Regions from separate parts of the Mus musculus genome. Here region 1 is linked to region 2. The links are chromatin contacts, called in public Hi-C maps. All regions are on one chromosome and are shown on one strand. Each heading gives the region's core, a stretch centred on a gene start, on an enhancer-like site or on the middle of the called end of the contact. The rest is flanking DNA. Distances are from core to core; before and after follow the strand shown. Region 1 overlaps Auts2 (autism susceptibility candidate 2). Region 2 overlaps Auts2 (autism susceptibility candidate 2).

Region 1 (2,700 bases), core at 86-2,585, 220 kb before region 2:
CTCTCTCTCTCACACACACACACACACACACACACACACACACACACACAGTTGGTTTAATCTTTTACAATAACCACCGCAGCTGTGTCATATTTGGGTCCCTTGTTAGGGCCTAGACTGCTCTGACCTTGGGGGTTTGACCCATTTTACTATACCAGGAACTAATCCGCTCGTGAGGAGCAGACTTTAGTTCACTTCCAGACTTTAGCTCACTTCTGAAGCCGTTGGTTAGTCTGTAACAGTCATGCCAGTATTTCTGCTGTGAGTACCTTTCACCTAACATAATGGTGTAGCATTACAGGTTCCAGTGCTCACACCTGAATGGCTATTTATATCCCTCCCACTGCTCACCACTGATAGAGTACAATGCTCTAGAATGTTCCATTCTACATTGGGTGTACAGAGCATACGGGGTTGCATATTTTACAATGTATTTGCTAATGGGAAATCTGGCCAAGGAAGTCCTTTAAATAATGTGTAGAATCAGCATCCTGCCTTCAAAACATGTCACCATGTTTATTAGCCAGGTTTGAGCTGAAGGTAAGCTCCCATTTAAAAGGGGGGAAAAAAACTGTCTCTTTAATGATTAGCAAGGGCCTAGTATAATTTAAGGTATTCTTTGGAGTTTATAAATATAGCCTCATAAAATGCCAGGATATAAGGAAACTGTGACTTTAAGTCATTAGAAGCCCAATGGTTTGATAAAATAACAGGAAACAGACAATTTATTATGAGCAGTCTCAGTAGCTCTGGATTATCTATAAAACTTTTACGGCCTTTCCCAAGTGGCAAGAAGCCATAAAACTTGCCTGAATGAGGGACTTGTTAATTTACTTGTTAAAGCAAATTAAAAATTTATAAGTGCTTTTAGGTAAATGAGATCTCCTCTCATTGCTGCCCTTGCGGGGGCCCTGGAGTCCTAAGAGGGGAGAGCGGCTATGCTCAGACACCACCGCAGAACAATAAAAGCTATTAAATTGTACCAGTTTATTACAGCCAAGCACTGCAGCTGTTACCATGGCTAGCTGGGAGGTACTGGCGGTTGACAGCCTGGGGTTGCACTAGGTTTTCTGTCTTACTCAAAACAACAAAAAGAGAGAGGAATTAGGGGGAGGGCGGGAGTAGCTGGAGAAAAAGGTTGTTTTTACCTTTAATTTCCCCCAGTCGGTATTCAGGTCATGCCTCTCTTTCCACCCCTTGACCTTATAAATCCGCAGGTGTAATCTTGTTCTTGTTGTTCTAGATCTTCTTTTAACTGATTGTCGGTGCTTGTACAGCCTTTCATGGTGCTTTTGAACCTTGTCGCCCATGGATGAAGGTCTTGGGCTGGTTTATAACTTCATTAATGTTTATTGAAAATGAAACCTCGGTCTTCCCTCTCTGTTTTCTTTTCCATGCCTCTTCTTCTTCCCTCTGTTACTCTTTCCCCCCAGGATATAGCTTTAAAGTCCAGAGAAAAGGGCACTGTGAAGCTGGCTCAGTCAATAAAGAATTATAAGGGCAAGATTGTGAGTCTGATCCTTGATAATACTTACTTGTAGGCCCAGTGCTTGGGACTCAGGACAGTGGGACCCCAGGAACAAGCTGTCCAGCCATGCTTGAAGGTTCCAGGCCAGTGAGAGACCAAATCTCAGGGAAAAAAAAAAAAAAAAGACAATTACGAGAAAGGTCACAGAGGCTGGCTGTGCTGAAGAAGTAAGACTTCTTACTTTACAGAGCAAGAGCAACGTAGACAGACTGACAGACAGACAGAGCAACAGCAGATAGAGTGGTAGAAGGGAGGATGTTTACATTTTTGATAGTGGAGGGTATTTTGACATTTGCCTACTATTTGACAGAGAAGTTACTGTGAAGCTAATAGAATTACGCATTGCTGGGAGGCAGAGACAGGAAGATCTCGGGCTCTCTGGCCAGCCAGCTAAGTCTACCTGGTGAGCTCCAGGTCCAGTGAGAGGCATTTTCTCACCACAGAAGGTGGATGGCAACTTAGGAACAACATCTCAGGTTGATCTCTGGTCTCTGTGTGTGTGAACAAAGTTTACATCTAACCTGTTCATATTTATAGGTCAGAAAAATATATGTCAAGATGACAATTACTCATGAGCATATTTAAATTCCAGATAGATCTAGAAGGCAGATTTTGTGAACTGTTGGGAACAAAATAAAAGGGAGGGCCTGGGGAGAATTGGGATAGGAAAAGAGGCCCATGCCCTGCTAGAGTTTCCCTATTCTCTGGTCAGTCAGGCGTGGGAGGGCTGCTACCTACCCTATCCACTCATCCCTGGGTGGGCATTCCTCTATCCCACTCTTCAGGGGCGTGGCCAAGTGGCAGCCCTGTCTTGGAATCCCCCCCCCCCACCCAAGCTACTTTGCTAAAGCCACCAGGGTTGTGGGAGAGAGGGAATGGGGGAAGAAGTTCCCAACACAGACCAGAGTGCACAGCGGGTCTTGAAGGAGACTCTAAGGCTTAAGAGTTTTATTATATAAATGCATGGGAAAGAGAGAAGGTAGGAGAGAGAGAGAGAGAGAGAGAGAGAGAGAGAGAGAGAGAAGAGAAAAGAAGACAAAGAGAAAGGGAAGAGGAGAGAGAAGTCTGAGAAGTGAGAGGACAAAGGAGTGAGAGTAAGAGAGTAAGGTGGGGGCTGAGCACCCCTTTTTATGGTCTTCACTGTTGCTAGGTAGCTGGGGAGGAGTTTAGCC
Region 2 (3,011 bases), core at 207-2,706:
TTAAAGTGGAATTAACATGTTCTCAACAGTGGCTCACACATGATAACCTGTGACTCACATGGGATGTGCTCTATGAGTAATATACACACTGAAATATACATGATGTCTCCTAAGCAGTGTGCTCATATCAGCCTCCGTGTCAACAGTGTGTTGAAATGATGCTCATAACATATTATTGGATATTGAAGTGATATTTAGCCATATTGTGGTGTTATAAAATAGATGATTTTTCTGGACTGAAGAGTGAACGTAGGATTTCACACATGTTAAACCCCTCCCTGGGGGATTCTAGGCAGGGGCTCTACCACTGAACCACGCCCCCAGCCCCTCCCTGGGGGATTCTAGGCAGGGGCTCTACCACTGAGCCACGCCCCCAGCCCCTCCCTGGGGGATTCTAGGCAGGTGCTCTAACACTGAGCCACATCCCCAGCCCCTCCCTGGGGGATTCTAGGCAGGGGCTCTACCACTGAGCCACGCCCCCAGCCCCTCCCTGGGGGATTCTAGGCAGGTGCTCTAACACTGAGCCACAGCCCCAGCCCCTTCCTGGGGGATTCTAGGCAGGGGCTCTACCACTGAGTTACATTCCCAGCCCAAATGCAGTTTATTAAAAACAAAATGAATGGCTTCTGTTTCTATTTTAAAGGCTACTTTAGCGTTATATACAGAACATTTTCCTCTAGAGTGCTTTCTTTTTGAGGTTAAGTCGCCCAGACTGTCCTCAGGCTTATACGTCTGTAACTGCCTTTACCCTCCTGTCTCCACTTCCCGAGTGCCAGAATTGCAGGTACCTATCAGCACCTCTTCACTGCATTCCGAGTCTCCGATTCTAAATTATTGAGGGAATAACTTAACCACCTTTTGACTCTTCGTTTCTTCATCAGTTCTAGAAATGAATGTTAAAGTTCAAGTTCTAATCTAGAGGCTGTGGTGGTCGCTGTCAGTAACATACTTGTGATTTATGCATGAGGACCTCAGTTCAATCCCTAGAACCCACGTGAAAATAAAGTATAGCAAACCGCATGGTGGCATGTGTTTAGAATCACAGCTATTAAGATGCAGAGAGCAGCAAGTCCCTGGGGCTCACTTGCCTGCTGTACCAGGTCAGTAAGTGACCTTAGGTCCCAATGAGAGAGCCTGTCTTAAAACAAGGAGAGGATGGAACCTGAGTTTAGGATCTGGCCTTAATGTGCATATACACATGGCCCTAGCAACAGAATCTCCATGTCCTTACAGCTGAGTCATCATGGCGCCCTATGAACTTGCTCTGTTATAGACTAAAACAGCACTAACATGTCACATAAGATCGAAAGGAGGGATCATGACAGGAATGTGGCTGATGAAATATCCCCCAAGGCCCATCTTCACCAAATCTCTGACCCTCTACCGGTTGTTCCCATGTGATGTCATCTTCCAGAGAGTGCCTTCCAGCAGTGGCTCAAGGCCTTCCTGTGCCCTCTATTCCCGTACCTCCCCACCACTCTGTGGCCCACCTGCCTCTCCCCGATGCCCGTCTCTCTGGGTGTATCCACAGCTGATGGCCTCCCTCTGTTATTGGCTGTTTGGGCACTAGGCAGATCTGCCTTCCCTGCCTGTGAGAGCAGAGTCCTAACAGCATTGCCCTGCACCAGGGATCTCGGAGGAGCTTTATGGCTCTAGCAGGTACTCGCAGCTGATATATGACACTAATATAGGGTTCACTTTTATTCTCCACCTAAAAAAAGATAGATTGTTCCAAGTTTAGACAGGCTGTAAAACCGCGTGCTTCTGGAGCCGCACCGCCCTCCCCAGAGACCGCTCTAATTGCTTTACATCCGTACAAAGGTTCCTTGTAATCGGGCTTTCTGCCTTCATTTGTCTTCTTTTCAGCCTCTTAGTAAAGACCTTAATTGGTCTTGGTGGGGCTTTTTTCAGTTAGTGCAACTATACCTTCAGGGCTGAACAAGTAGCAGACACTACCTGAGGGGAGAAAGCGGGGGAGATGGGAAAGACATCAATACTCCTTTACCTTTCAGAGTTTAATTAATGTGCTCAGAACAAGGAGCGAGCAGAAAGAATTTCTGCTCCTCCGGGACCCCGCTGCAGATCAGACATAACCGGGGTTAGGTGGAATTTTCTAGATCTCTTTCCCACTTCAGTCTCTGTGAACACTCATTAGCCTCGTAATTGTCTCACAGTAAACTGCTGTATCAGGTTTCCATCCATCTATGCTGGATCGAGTTGCTCCGGCATCAATAGACTGGAGTACTGGGGGATGCCTGTGAAGGGAAATAGCCTCTAATTTCTGTTTCTTAGCTACTAATTATTTAATAATACATTTTATTGCCTATTAAAATGTGGCATAACTTGCTTGTCAGCAAAACGAGATGGAAACTAATCATTTGTGGAAAAGGATAATTGGCGCTTATACAGATGGCTTTTTACCTCACGTTGGATTGGTTATTGTGGGTGGATTTCCTCGCTGGGTTTCTCGGTTCTGTCCATGGGTTGGTCAGCACTCCTAGGTGGGTAACTTTTTCTTGCCCTTCCTTCCTTCTCCACGCCTAGTTTTCAAAGGCCCCAGTGGATTTTGTATCTCACTGGCAATCACCTTACATGCTGGAAAACGCTCCAGTAGAGACATTGTTTAAACAAAGGGTGTTTTCATGATGGTTGGAATTGGTCAAAACTTACAGGTTTTCATCTAGTTTTAAAAAAGAGGAGGGGGGGGGAGAAACCCATGTAGGAAAATTGGATCCGTTCCCAGCTCCCTCATAGAACTTCACAAAGGTTTTCCTGTTTTTTAAGAATGACCCCTTAAGGAATGTTGCATAAATTCCAGAAAATTGCCCCCCATTGATTCCTGGAGGCACATTAAAAAGCAAAGGGGGCATGTTAGGGGTGGATGATTTGATGGCAGGATTACTTTATGGGATCTAACTGAGGGGATCTAGTGATTGAGCTGTAAGTGGGTAAAGTCCGCCAGTGTTTGTTTGTAGCAGGCCTGAGGGTTTGCCAGCTCTGTGGTCCAGAAT

What was found. A called contact is a pair of places that touch in the nucleus more often than the background predicts.
Region 1: a Hi-C map of embryonic limb bud shows a contact between it and region 2, with 1.8 times the contacts expected there. The contact joins two enhancer-like sites. A contact is called at or near these places in 1 of 484 Hi-C or Micro-C datasets (embryonic limb bud), 2 of 115 datasets of contacts at active chromatin or transcription factors (craniofacial prominence and embryonic basal ganglia) and 1 of 9 other capture datasets (adipose tissue).

The regions. Positions count from the first base shown.
Region 1 is chr5:132,066,181-132,068,880 of GRCm38.p6, reverse strand. The region is part of intron 2 of Auts2 (autism susceptibility candidate 2); the gene reads left to right. Among named protein-coding and RNA genes, the nearest start is that of 4930563F08Rik, 190 kb to the right of the region's middle. Within about 2 kb of position 1,335, at least 25 of the 459 cell types and tissues checked have an H3K27ac peak or open chromatin away from gene starts, as enhancers often do. A contact at or near this core is called in embryonic limb bud, where this site is marked.
Region 2 is chr5:131,850,871-131,853,881 of GRCm38.p6, reverse strand. All of the region lies in intron 4 of Auts2 (autism susceptibility candidate 2), which reads left to right. Among named protein-coding and RNA genes, the nearest start is that of 4930563F08Rik, 28 kb to the left of the region's middle. Within about 2 kb of position 1,456, at least 36 of the 459 cell types and tissues checked have an H3K27ac peak or open chromatin away from gene starts, as enhancers often do. A contact at or near this core is called in embryonic limb bud, where this site is marked.